2 separate regions of the Rattus norvegicus genome follow, and region 2 is linked to region 1. A link is a contact called in public Hi-C data. All regions are on one chromosome and are shown on one strand. Each heading gives the region's core, a stretch centred on a gene start, on an enhancer-like site or on the middle of the called end of the contact. The rest is flanking DNA. Distances are from core to core; before and after follow the strand shown. Region 1 overlaps Stat5b (signal transducer and activator of transcription 5B). Region 2 overlaps Stat5a (signal transducer and activator of transcription 5A).

What was found. Hi-C and Micro-C count contacts between places; a contact is called where the count stands out from the background.
Region 2: a contact with region 1 is called in a Hi-C map of liver, with 2.7 times the contacts expected there. The contact joins two enhancer-like sites. A contact is called at or near these places in 4 of 12 Hi-C or Micro-C datasets (hepatocytes, kidney and liver).

The regions. Positions count from the first base shown.
Region 1 is chr10:86,233,581-86,240,322 of GRCr8, forward strand. All of the region lies in intron 1 of Stat5b (signal transducer and activator of transcription 5B), which reads right to left. Among named protein-coding and RNA genes, the nearest start is that of Ghdc, 39 kb to the left of the region's middle. Within about 2 kb of position 1,856, at least 7 of the 93 cell types and tissues checked have an H3K27ac peak or open chromatin away from gene starts, as enhancers often do. A contact at or near this core is called in liver, where this site is marked.
Region 2 is chr10:86,290,949-86,298,274 of GRCr8, forward strand. The region is part of intron 5 of Stat5a (signal transducer and activator of transcription 5A); the gene reads left to right. Among named protein-coding and RNA genes, the nearest start is that of Stat5a, 8.8 kb to the left of the region's middle. Within about 2 kb of position 5,568, at least 2 of the 93 cell types and tissues checked have an H3K27ac peak or open chromatin away from gene starts, as enhancers often do. A contact at or near this core is called in liver, where this site is marked.

The DNA of each region.
Region 1 (6,742 bases), core at 606-3,105:
GGTTTCGTGCGGGCACAGACGTGCCGCAGTGGATGTGTGGAGGTCAGAGGATGGTTTTGTGGAGTCGTTTCTTTCCCTGCATCTTTAGGTAGGTTCTAGGGATCAAACGCAGGTTGCCAGGTTGCTCAGTAACTGCCTTTACCCACTGAACCATCACACCTGCCCCGATCAATATTCTTGAACTGACTTCAAGCTTTATCGTGTTTTTAAAATGCAGACACCCAGCATGGCCGTGGGAAGGGCCCCAGACGGATCTATGAAACATTGACTATTGTGGCGCAAAAGGCGGAACCAGAAAAACCAGCCTTAGGGAAGGAGCCGTGAACAGTTTCGATATCCTAGACCCGGTCTTTGCTTTCGCTGGAAACCGCCACGGGGTTATAGCATCGTTTCAAACGGGCACCATGAATGATCAGTGTAGCGATCTGAACAATAACTTTAGGTTTGGTATTTGGGCTTTGTGAAATGGAAGACGCTACCCTTTGAACGGGATCAGAAAGACAGACGAGACTCGGGACAGAGCGAGGCCTGCATGTTCTCACAGTGAGCTTAGCAGCCGCGCTCTTAACACAGAGCAGAGACTTATCTGGCCAAGTTCACCGTTGGAGTTACTGCTATGGAATCTGTAGAACAATGTTTGATTTACGACACCCACACACAGTCCAAGGCAGAAACAGTATGTGTTGACTAGGAGAATGGACTGTGGTGTTGCAATGGTTAGCGGTCGGGTTTCTCGTTGCTCTCCTTTTATAATGGAGATTGAACCTATGACCTGGGTCATGCCAGGCAAGAAGAGCTCCACAGCTGACCTATATTCCAGGCCTCTTCTGGACTTTTTATTTGGAGAGAGTGTTTCACTAAGTTAGTTGTCTAGGCTGACTATGTATTCACTCTATAGCCCAGGCTGGCCCTAAACTTTTCATTTTTAAATTTTAATTCATTTATTTGGTTTTGTTGTTGTCGTTTTGTTTTTTTGAGACAGGATTTCTCTTTGTAGTCCTGGTTGTCCTCAAACTCAGAGATCTGCCTACCTCTACCTCCTGAGTGCTGGGATTAAAGGCGTGCACCACCATGGCCCACTGAACTTGCTGTCTTCTAATTTAACCTAAGATCACAGGCTTGAGCCAGTAGTCTCAGCAACCGTGAGACTTTTTTTTTTTTTAATGAGCTATTGTGGTAAAGCCTATAATCCCTGAACTCAGGACATGAAGGCAGGAGGATCAAGAGTTCAAGGCCAACTTGGGCTTCCTGTGACCCTTTCTTAAACAACATCAAAACCAAAACAAGCTGCACCAACAGAAGCACACTTTAGAAAATGGCTTTCTGGGGTTGAGGATTTAGCTCAGTGGTAGAGTGCTTGCCTAGCAAATGAAAGGCCCTGGGTTCGGTCCTCAGGTCCGGAAAAAAAACAAAAAACAAAAAACAAACAAACAAAACAACAACAACAACAAAAAAAAGAAAATGGCTTTCTGGGGGCTGGAGAGATGGCTCAGCAGTTAAGAGCACTGAAGTCCTGAGTTCATGGTGGCTCACAACCATCTGTAATGGGATCTGGTGTGTTTGAAGACAGCTACAGTGTACTCAGATAAACAAACAAAGGCTTTCTGAAACTACTAGGAACCTTTTCTGACAGACCTGAGTCCATTTGGCAGAGACCTGGGATTCCCCAGACTGGAGAAGCTACGTTAATAGGAGGAAGACCTTGAAACCAGACTTGCTCTAACACTGCTTTCTGGGCATCTTGAATCCAATCTGAAAGTGACTGAGCTACTGATTTGCACAGTTCTCCTAAGGACTATGCTACAGCCATGGTCCAGTGCACTGGACCTGGGTTGTGTTGACGACCAGAGACGGCACATGTGTGCCAGGAAACAAAGATCCCTCTCTGTGAGCAGTGGCTGTCTGATCGAGTAACACTGAGCTATTTATGGGACAAGTCAGTTAGTCAGCAGTGAGGTGCGGGCTGGGTGCCGGTTACCTATTTTAGATGTGTGGGCTGCCATAGGATACTTGGATGGTTTAACTTGGGGCTTTCAGGCTTTAGGGCTGAGACAACAGTGAGATTTTCCAGTATAGCGGAGTTCAGTGGGTGTGGGTTCACCAAGAGGAAAACTGGGACGGGAGAGCAGTTCTGCTTCCTAGTCAGACATGTGGAAGACGGTGTTTCAGGGAGGTCTCCAAATCAGACCAGGACCACCAGCTCATGATTGTAGAGGAAAGGCAAAGAGATTGGGAGTGGAAGAAACTGGAGATTTAAGTATGTGGGGGGCCTGACAGAAGAGTGAAGAGCTGGGGTTCAGGTAAGCAGTCTTTCTTAGTTAAGAACAAGGAAGGGGTGCTGGAGAGATGGCTCAGTGGTTAAGAGCACTGTTGCTCTTGAGAAGGACCTGGGTTTGTCTCCCAGCACCCAGTTGATGGCTCACAACCATCTGTAACCCCAGCTTCAGGGGCTCTGATGCACTCCTCTGGCCTCCAAGGGCACTGCGAACCCACATAGTGCACAAACATACATGTGTACAGAACATTCATACATGCAAAATCAACATAAATAACATGAGAACAAATAAAGACAGACTCGGCTAGGAAGATGGCTCAGCCAGTGTTTGCCTTGCAAGCATTGAGGACCCAACTTCAAAGCCTAGAATCCGGGTAAAAAGCCAGGCAGAATGGTGTATACTTGTAATCTCAGAGCTGGGGCGGGGGGAGACAGGTGGGTCTCTGAGGCTCATCGGCCAGTCAGTCTGACTTAGACACTCTCTCAAAAGACAGAGTGGGAGGGAGCTGGGTATGGTGGCATGGTCACAGGCAGAGGTAGGTGGCTGTTCATGAGTTTGGGGTCAGCCTGGTCTATATAGCAAGTAACGGGCTAGCCAGGACTACATAGTGAGACCCCGTCTCAAAAATAAAATTAAAAGGTAAATAGCTCAAGCCTCCATAAGTGTACACACACACACACACACACACACACACACACACACACACACACACACATACTCAGAGCCACATATACACAGCCACACACTCAGCCCTAGAACAAGACAGAAGTAGGACCTCGTCATAGCTCCCTTAATGAAAATTTGAATGATTCCAACAGACACTAAAATCTCTTGTGTCTGCAAATTCACCTGCTGAACTGACTCAGGACAGAAGAAGGAACATGGTGGGAAGGTTCTGGGCTCACTCTGTCGTCCACTCTCTCTGTGCCACTGCCCTGGCACACATCGTATTCATTAAGGAAGGGGAAGCCATCTTAAACACACGGTGACTTTATCTACAACAGTGCTTGGCAATGAGCAGTACTGTCCTGTTGTTGTTGCTTAAGTACACAAATGTGAGCAAATGAAATTGAACGTGCCAGCTCTTTCCTTTTTTAAGATACATTTTTTCCCTATCTATTTATTTAATATGTGTGGGTGTTTGCCTGCATGTAGGTCTGTGGACCACAGGTGTGCAGTGCCCATGGAGGCCAGAAGAGGGCGCCAGATCTCCTGGACCTGGAGTTCCAGATGGTTGTGAGCTGTGGTTGTGGGTGCTGGGAATCCAACCCAGGTCCTCTGGAAGAGCAGCCAGTGCTCTTAACAGCTGAGCCATCTCTCCAGCCCCAAATCAGCTCTTTTCAAAGTTATAATGGAACACAACACCAGTATGGAATTCTATGGTGTAGAAGGAAACATCTCTCTCTTTTTTTTTTTTTTCCTTTTCTTTTTTTCAGAGCTGGGGACCGAACCCAGGGCCTTGTGCTTGCTAGGCAAGCGCTCTACCACTGAGCTAAATTCCCAACCCAGAAGGAAATATCTTAAATTAGCTCATCAACTCTGTTTAACTCCGGTGACTCTATATGGGTGGTCTCCCTTTCATCACACAGGCCTGTCTTTTTTCTGTCTAGTTTTCTTTTTCTATCTTTTTTTTTTTTTTTGGTTCTTTTTTTCGGAGCTGGGGACCAAACCCAGGGCCTTGCGCTTCCTAGGTAAGCGCTCTACCACTGAGCTAAATCCCCAGCCCCTTCTTTTGTTTTAATTTATCGTTTCCCACTGAATCCCAATAGAAGAGGACATGTCATACTGCCCTGTCCCCAAAGTGTGTGTGTAGCAGCTCAGCACAGAGAGCAGCAAACAAATATTTGTTAAATCCATGGTTCTCACCCTTCCTAATGCTACAACCCTTTAATACAATTCCTCATGCCATGGTGACCCCCAACTATAAAATTATTTCATCGCTACTTCACAACTGTAATTTTGCTGTTACGAACCATAATGTAAGTATCTGTGTTTTCCGATGGTCTTAGATGACCCAGTGGTAAGGTCATTCAAACCCCAAAGGGTTGTGACCTACACAGGTAGAGAACCGATATGCTAAATGAACAAGTACATAAATCTTTCACATGTCCTGTTGGCCAAGCATATTTCTGGAGTTTATTACTGCTTTAAGGGAGGAACAGCTCAGTGTGGTGGTATACACCTGTCATTCCTTAACCTTGGTAAACAAGCCAAGGTTAAGGCCAGTTCTGGTTTACAAGATGATACTTTGTCTCTCAAAAAAAACAAAAAAACAAAAAAACAAAAAAAACCCCAAAAAACAAAAAACAAAACAAAACAAAACAAAAACAAAAAACAAAAAGCAAAAAGCAAAAAGCAAAAACACCAAATGCCTTTGTTTGTTTTTTGAGACAGTCTCACTCAGTAGCCCTGGCTGGTCTGCAACTTAACACGTAGACCAGCTAACCTTGAACTCACAAAGATCCCCCTGTCTCTACCTCCTGAGTGTTGGTAGTAAAGGTGGGCCCGCCTCCAAAAGCTGTAAAGACAAAATTGCAGAAACAGCAGAACTGGACGGAGCTGTGCCAGGACAGGCAGGGTGTGGTATAAGGGCAATGCACGTTTTAGGTTTTCTATTTGTTCTTAGTTTTTATTAAAGAGTGGAATGCCGAGCTCTGAGAATTTGTCAGAATATTTCTATCTTTCCGATTCTGAGCATGGCATGGTATTTTTTTCTTTTTAAATAGCACACTACTTGAAGGGTAATAGCTGGTAAATACAAAGTGGTAATTGCCTTATTTTGATAAATGTGGCATAGTTTCACAACATAAAAGTGCTTTAATAGGGACAGGAAACAGAGCTCCAGAGTGGATTTTGCTCACTACCCGTCAAGAGGATAAGAAGGAATCGAAGGCTTCCAGCACACACATGTGATGAATGCTGAGTGACAGATTTCACAAGTAAGGTGATCTCATCATCACACACTATGTGAGGGGGCATGCCCTTCCCCAGATATGAAAAGTCTGTGTCCGTTAAAATTAAAAAAAAATATAAAAGCCACACTCAATAGTACAGTCGTGTTTGTGTTACTTTTAAACTGTGGGCTTTATCCACATAAACTATTCGAGGCTTACGTAGGTTACTGTGTACCCATTATGGCTCCTTGTTATAACTTCCTATAGCTCCCATTGTAACTTCCTACATGCTAAATAGCTCACTCCACACAAAAACTGTTCCCACTCCTCATCAGGTTAAACGCCCAAACGTCCAGTTAGTGCCTTTTCCATCCATGCCCGTCGGAACTCTCCACACTCACCAGGAAACAAGGTTGCACACAGGTGTAAGCAGGGGCCCTGTCCCCATACTTTCCGTCTATCCAGCCACCAGCTGCTACTCCTCCCGCAGGCACGCAGGGAGACGGCCTACCACGCGCATGCTCTTCTCTGCTTCTTGACCTGGCAGCTCAGTTCTCAGTGCGTGACACTCTGACAAGGGAGGAAGTGGTTTGTATCTCTGGTAAATCATCACGGGGGGGGGGGGGCTCCACTCTAAACACTGGGAAATGGATTCACCATCGTATTTTTAGGACAGGGTTGACAGTCAGCCGAGCTCTGTGCAGTCATACTTGTGGAGTTCACAGCCTTCCAGAGCAAGCCACAACGGCTCAGCCTGGACACAGAGTGCTATACCCACTAAACACACCCAGCACCTATGTTGACCCAGAACACGGACCTATCCAAGGGTGGAGAAGGTTAAAGGGCCAGAGGTACCTTTTTGTAGAAACCAAAATGTGTAACTGACCACAATGTCTCAGGCTTATTGGAAGCTAAAGGGAGGGAGGCCTCCTATGCAAGTGGCAGGTGTTATTTTGTATCAATAGCTAACAGTCTAGCAGAAACATTTTCTTTAACAAATATATATATATATATATATATATATGTGTGTGTGTGTGTGTGTGTGTGTGTGTGTGTGTGTGTGTGTGTGTATTTAGGGCAGCTCTGGGTAGCCCAGGCTTGCCCCTGGCACTGGACTCAGGATGTAGTTCAACGCCAGATCCTCCCACTCTGCCTCCTGTGTACTGAGATTATAGGTGTGTTCTGTTACTTTTGTGCTGGTGATCAATTTGTGCCTGTTAGTCAGAGCTCTACTAACTAAGGATATACTCCCAGCCCAAAACATAAGCATTTGCAAACAAAGCCATTACTCTGAAGGTTTTCAGAACACCGGAGACTGTTTTGCTATAACTACCCTGGCAGAAAGTAGGCTCTCTCTGCTGGAAGCTTCCAGAGAAACTCTGCCAGTAGACTGAACGAATTCTGGCTTGAGGAGAGATGAGGGTCTAAAACACCCACGGAGAGATATGGTTTGCCGATGTAGTTTTTATTATGTGGAACATCTATAATTGCTGAGTTTTTCTTTTCTGTGTGGCAGCAGAGCTCGAACCCAGGGCCTCACACGTGCCAGGTGAGCCCTGTAGCGCTAGGCTA
Region 2 (7,326 bases), core at 4,318-6,817, 61 kb after region 1:
CAGCGGGCGATGGTCAGAGGAGGCTCACCATCCCTTGGGCACTCTGCCCAAAACCTAGTAAGAACCACCGTGGCTTCCAAGGGTTCCATGGTTCCAGCACTGCCCACAGTGGTCCAGGTGCTGAGTTAAGTCCTTTGCATATACAATGCAAGGCAACCTCCCAAGGAGCCTGCAGAGGGCAGAGCTTGATGTCTTTGTTTTACAAGGGAAGTTTAAAGAGAACAAATAACTCAGCCTAGGTTGCCTGTAAGTTGCAGGACCAGATCTTCACCAGAGATAGGTCATAAAGCCCTGTTATCTTCCTAACCGAGAGTCTCCCCCTAGACTCCGGCAGACAGTGAAATGTGAGCAAACAAAAAGATATGGATCAAGTGTGCCCCAACCAGAGGGAGCACTTGACATGGAGTCTGCCGGTTGACTGGGCTGAGAAGAACCAGTATAGCGGCCTTCCCTCTACTCGACTGTCTAAGGGGACCTGGTCCTAGAGGCCAGGTGACTGAAAGTTTTCTGCTATCTCCTAGCTCTGTAGTTTGTCACTGGCTGTTAGAGTAGCAGTGTGGGGAAAGAAACGATTGTTTCCGGAGTTGGGGATTTAGCTCAGTGGTAGACCACTTGCCTAGGAAGTGCAAGGCCCTGGGTTCGGTCCCCAGCTCCGAAAAAAAGAACCAAAAAAAAAAAAAAAAAAAAAAAAAGAAACGATTGTTTCCAAAGGTAGAGGCTTAGCTCTGGAGTTCAGTACTTTCCTATGTATTGAGATATATAAGTGTATAAGCAAAAACCCAACTACATATATTTATACATACTTATCAACACAAAATATTGTATCTGTCACAGAAAGAGTGGTTTTTATTTTGTTGAGACAAGATCTTACTATGTAGCCCGGGAAGACCTAGAACTCGCCCTGTAGACCAGACTGGATTCAAACTCACAGACATCCACCCTCCCTTGCCCTCCTGAGTACAGAGGTTCAAGCTTTGGAAGGAGTAAATCTTGTGCTCTCTCTAGGTATATTTTTCAAAGATGTAAATCTTCCTCTACAACCGGCTTTATGGTGCCCTGTGCTTTTTAAGAGTCTCTGTGTGTTCATAGCGTTCACTTTGAAGTAGTTCCAGTCTGTTTCGTGATTAATCCCGTCACCTGTGTTTTGTTTAGAAACGCATTGTCTGATTTCCATCTGTCTGCTATGTTTCAACGTTGCACTTTTACTAGCCCTGATACTATCTTTTTATTGAACTCTACCTAGCCTAGAGAATATGTTCCGTACCTTCTCAGAACTTAAAACTTTACCGAGACTTTGATATGGCCCAGAATACGCTCTGTCTTGGTGAAAACATCTTGTGTGCTTGAAAAGAATGGGTCTTCTATGGCTGTCACCTTAAACAACAGAGAAAGCAGAAATTTGGTAATGTAACCATAAAAGGAGAATTTAAAAAAATTTGCTCTTCGGGGCTGGAGAGATGGCTCAGTAGTTTAGAGCACTGACTGCTCTTCCAGAGGTCCTGAGTTCAGTGTCCTGCAACCACATGGTGGCTCACAACCATCTGTAATGGGATCTGATGCCCTCTTCTGGTGTGTCTGAAGACAGCTACAGTGTACTCATATACATTAAATAAATAATTTAAAAAAATACTCTAGACTTTTCCAAAGTCAAATTTAGTGAATAGAAGAGACGTGGCCTTCCCCCACCCCCTTTAGTTTTTCCACATAGGGTTTCTCTGTGTAGCCCTGGCTGTCCTTGGAGCTCGCTCTGTAGACCAGGCTGGCTTCGAACTCACGGAGATCTGCCTGTCTCTGCTTCCGAAGAGCTGGGAATAAAAGTGTGCACCACCCCCAACCCCTGCCAGAGTGGCTTTCAGATAGTCATGTAGCACACAACAATGCATTGGTCATCAATGGAACGGGGCTCTTATATGTTTCATACCATATAGCCTGAATATGTAGTAAGCCGTGACCTCTAATCTGTGAAGTTTTCTGATGTCCACACAATGACAAATCCCCTAACCATGCATTTCTCAGAATATATCCACACCCTTAAGTAATGCATGACTGTCTTTGCAAATCTCTTTCATGGCAGCCTTGATAAAAGATAGCCGTGTCTTGCTTTCAATCTGTGGTAATGTCTTGTAGCCGCTGGAAAATTCCATGGCACACTTGTTAGATATCAAGAGTGAAGCCTCTGGCTGGGGATGTGGCTCAGTTGGTAGTTTGCTCGCCCAAAGTGAAGAGGTCCTGGGTTCTGTCTGCATAAATTGAACATGGTGACCCAGGCCTGTAATTCCAGTAATTGGGTGTTGGAGGGAGAAAGATTAGAGGTTCAAGGTCATCCTCAGCTATACAGCAGGTTCAGTCTAGCCTGGGCTAAATTAGATCCTGTTACAAAAACAGAAAGGATAGAAGACCCAGGCTTGGTGTGCTTATCTATAATCTCAGCACCGAAAAAGGGCTATCAGCAAGAGGATGAGGAGTCTAAAACTAGCCTAGGCTACATAGGGAAACCACATCCCCGATTCAAAACACATGGCAGGGTAAATATGACTCTCTCTCTCTCTCTCTCTCTCTCTATATATATATATATATATATATATATATATATATGTGTGTGTGTGTGTGTGTGTGTGTGTGTGTGTGTGTGTGTGTGTGCGTGTGTGTGTGTGTGTGTGTAAAATTATCAAAGAGAGGGCTGGAGAGATGGCTCAGCAGTTAAGAGCACTGACTGCTCTTCCAAAGGTCCTGAGTTCAAATCCCAGCAACCACATGGTGGCTCACAACCATCTGTAATGGGATCTGATGTCCTCTTCTGGTGTGTCTGTAGACAGCTACAGTGTAATCATATATAATAAATCTTTAAAAAAATTATCAAAGAGAAAATCAAAATTATTTTAAAATAAGAAAATTAAAAAGTCATTATTACCCCCAATCATAAAGTTACCAGTTAAAACTCCAAGATTCATTTGCAATGATTTTTGTGTACAACATTGGTACTGTACAGTAAGAAAATTCAAACATTTTTCAACAAACTCTTTTTGCTGTGTTGGTCTATTATCCATATACTATGTAATTTGACAAGTTAAAGAAATTCAAGCAAAAGACAAAACAAGTATCAAGGCAATTGAGGTCTTAGGACTTTGTGAAAAATGGTTTCCCTTCCTGAGGGAAATTTCTGAGGGTCTCGGGTGCTCACCGGGGGTCCTTTAAATGACTCTTTGAAAACTGCAGATCTTGGTCTTTCGATCTTTTATCCAATAATTTTTTTTTTTCTATTCTTTTTTTCGGAGCTGGGGACCGAACCCAGGGCCTTGTGCTTCCTAGGCAAGCGCTCTACCACTGAGCCAAATCCCCAACCTCTTTCGATCTTTTAAAAATGACATTTATTTATTGTGTGTGCTTGGGCGGGCATGAATGCCATTGTAGGCATGTGGAAGTCAGAGAACAGTTTGTAGGAGATGGCTCTCTTCTCTAACGTGAGTCCTGGCCATTGAACTTGGGACTTGGGTCTTTGTGCTTTCCAGAAAGCACCCCCTAACCAGGCTGGTGACCCTTTTATTTCAAAAGAGTTTTTGTGGTGGTGGTTGTCAGGGTTCTTTGGTTTTGTTTGTTTGTTTTGGGATTTTTTGGGGGGGGGGTTCTTTTTTTCGGAGCTGGGGACCGAACCCAGGGCCTTGCGCTTCCTAGGTAAGCGCTCTACCACTGAGCTAAATCCCCAGCCCCTGTTTTGGGATTTTTTTATTGTTGCTGTTTTAGCTGATTTCATCAACTACTAAAAGAGAGGCATCAGAATATCCTCCCATGACTAGTGCTTTCTGTAAGCACTTCCTGTAGGGATTTTGAAACTGTTAACAGGTGCAGGTACAAACACTTATGATTAGTTTGCTTTTCTGATCAAGCATTCTGACAATTCTGGAATGGTTTTTTCTTTTCTTTCTTTCTTATTTATTTATTTATTTATTTATTTATTTATTTATTTATTTATAGACTTTTGAGACAAGGTTGTGCCATGTAGCCTAGGCTGGCTTTGAACTCATGATCCTCCAGGGGATTACAGATATGCTTTGTCATGCCCACCTCTCTCTCTCTCTCTCTCTCTCTCTCTCTCTCTCTCTCTCTCTCTTTCTTTTTCCTTCCTTCCTTTTTTTATTTTAGAATTTATTTTATTTTTATGTGTGTGTGTGTGTTTGTGTGTGTGTGTGTGTGTGTGTGTGTGTGTGTGTGTGTGCACTCTGAAGATATAAGCAATTGTAAGTTAGGACACAGGATCTGGGAATCAAACTGGGGTCCCCTGGAAGAACAATAAAAATAGTGAGAAGTTTTAAATGCTGAGTATCTGTCATATCCCTTAAAAAAAAAACCAAAAACAAAAACAAAAAGACAGGATCTTACTGTGTAGTCTTGACAATCCTGGAACTCACTACGTAGGTCAGGCTAGCCTTGAACACACAGAAATACACCTGGCTCTGCCTACCAAGTGCTGGGATTAAAGGTGGCTGCCACTCCCAGTTTATCATGGTTGTACCTAAATTTCCTTTTGCCGCCCTCCTTTCTTCTTTTCTTCTGTGCATGTAAGAATGTGTGCATGTATGCACGTGTGCATATGTGCATGTGAGCATGGTGTTCTTGTGCACTTCTGCATATAGAGGCCAGAGGTTGGTAGCTAGCATCTCGTCAGTTTTTCTCTATAATAATTTTGGAGCTCTCGGAGCTTCAGAGGTCTTCCGTCTCTGGCTCCCACCCTCACCCCACCCCCATCATTCTGTGGAGCTGGGGTTTCAGAGGAGCACCTTCATGCTGGGCTTTTATGTGGGTGCCGGGATGCACGCTCAAGTCCCTATGCTTGCAGGTAAACATTTCCACCATGGAGCGATTTCACTGGCCCCCTATCCATGCTTTTAAAAAATTTATAATGTAGCAAGACTTAGTCGTAGCATGAAAAGGGTTCATAATGCAGACATCGCCCTATTGAGTTTGACTTTGTATTTATTCTATTTCATTTTTAAGCTCAGCCAGGCCCCAGCCTCCCTGTGTACCTGGCAATGGCCTTGAGCTGCCTCAGCCTCCCAAGGGCTGGGATTTCGGGTGTGTACTATCACCTCCTGACAACCCGTGTTTAAGGGAGCCGTTTCCATTGCCTGTGTGCAGCACTGGCTTTGTGTTCTGAGTGAGGTTTGTATCCATATGTAGGTGGAGTCACTTTGTCTCATTTATCCAGCTCGATACTGTAAGCACAGAAAGTTGGAAATAGAGTTCAGTCAAAGAACCCTTGGCTGGCAGGCCTGGCGCTCTGGATTTGATCTCCAGCCCTGCAAATCAAAACACGAAGTACTGATCTGTTTGCAGAAGGGAAGACCCAGTTCCTCCGATGGAGCCAACGGTTGGTTGTCTTGGATCGTTTGGCCTCCTTCCCAGAAACCTGTGCAAATGGCCAGGAGAAATCTAAAGGGATCCTCCAAGGGAAGTCTGGGCCAGGACATTGGCAGTCCTGTGTTCAGAAGGAAGTTCTGAATCTAGTCAGTAGTCCTTCCGCCCACCACACTGCCGGAAAATGGGAACCATGTTCCCGTGAGCTTGTCCTGCTTGCTAGCGTTGCTTTTGTCTGTCCCAGCTTGTGTGTCCCTGGGGCAAGGATCAGGTCAATGTGACTTGGTTCTCGGAAGCCAGCCAGGAACTTGAATGAGCCATGCCAGTTTGCATGGTTTCTTGACTAGACCTAAGTAAGGATTCAGGGAGCCTCAAGGACCACTAAAGAGAGTGGTAAATGCCAGCATTCAGGGTCCTTTTAATGTGGCACAGGGGAGGGCTGCCAGCAGTGGAGATGGCCGGTAGCTTCAACCCTCAACTTGTTTGACACTGAGCCGAGCTGAGAGAGCTGAGCTGCTGGGTTTGTGTTCCCTGCATCACTCTGTCCCACACGTGTCTCGCGATTTCTTCTCAAATGTGAAAAGGGTGCTGGGGTGAGGGTTGAGCATGGATCTCAGCTGGTAGAGCACTAGCGGGACATGCAGGAAGTCAGTCAATTCCCAGTACCACAGACAACTGTGCATGATGGGCTACATCCGTGGCCCCAGCACTGGAGAATAAGTGTTCGAGATTATCCCTGGCTATACATTGAGTTTGGTGCCCTCCTCAGTTTCATGATCCCTAGGTCAACACCCACCTCTGACATAACATATACACAGATATGCACACACACACGGAGACATGCTTCAGCACCTGCCCCTGCATAGACACACCCATCCCCACATGCACGCATGGGTATTAGAACTACATTTCACCACCTGTTCCTGCCACCCGTGGGCTTCCCAACAGCTGATGGTGAGGCCCTGTCACCCCTCACCTTGTTCCTTATGAGAATCTTGCTGATTGTGATGGCTGTTCCTGGTTGTCAACTTGACTATATGTGGAATGAACTACAGTGCAGAATCGCAGGGCTCACCTGTGATCCAGATCTTGAGGCTGGCAGATACAAATTTCTGACCTGGATCTTGGCCTGGAGATCTTGAGGCTGCTTTACCAGGTGTAGCTTCATTACTTGAGCAAATTTACACACCTCCTGGTACCTGGTATACAGCTGTTGATCTAGCAAATGCCTTCTTCCCAGTACCTGTCCATAAGAACCACCAGGAACAATTTGCTTTCAGTTGGCAAGGCCAGCAGTATACCTTTACTGATACACATAGGATATATTAACTCTCCTTAGAAGGAATCTTGATCGTCTGTCTCTTCGGCAAAATATCACATTGGTGCACTATATCGATGACATTATGCTGGTTGGACCAAGTGAGCAGAAAGTAGCAACCACTTTGGACTCAATGGTAACACATGTGTGTATCAGAGGCTGGGAAATAAATCCAACCAAACTCCAAGGACCGTCTACCTTAGTGGAATTCTTAGGAATCCAGTGGTGTGGGACATTCAGAGATATTCCTTCTAAGATAGGTTATTGTACCCGGCCCCTCCCACAACCAAGAAAGAAGTTGCTCAAATGCCTATGGTTTCTACTCCTGCTACAATGCCATCTGCTGCCAAGCACGCACCTGTAGTCTCATTGGGGGGGTCCCTGTGATCACCAGACTGAAAAAGAGACGATAGGACCTGGTTGTCGGTTTGTCACGTCATGCTGGCACCACCCGCAAGTGGACAACTGCAGCCTTACAACCCCTTTCCAGGACAATCCTGAAAGATACAGGTGAAGGAAAATCTTCACAATGGGCAGAACTTCGGGCAGTACACATGGTATTACAGTCTGTTTGGAAGAAGAAATGGCCAGATGTACGACTGTTCACTGACTCATGGGCTGTAGCCTATGGATTGGCTGGATGGTCAGGGACTTGG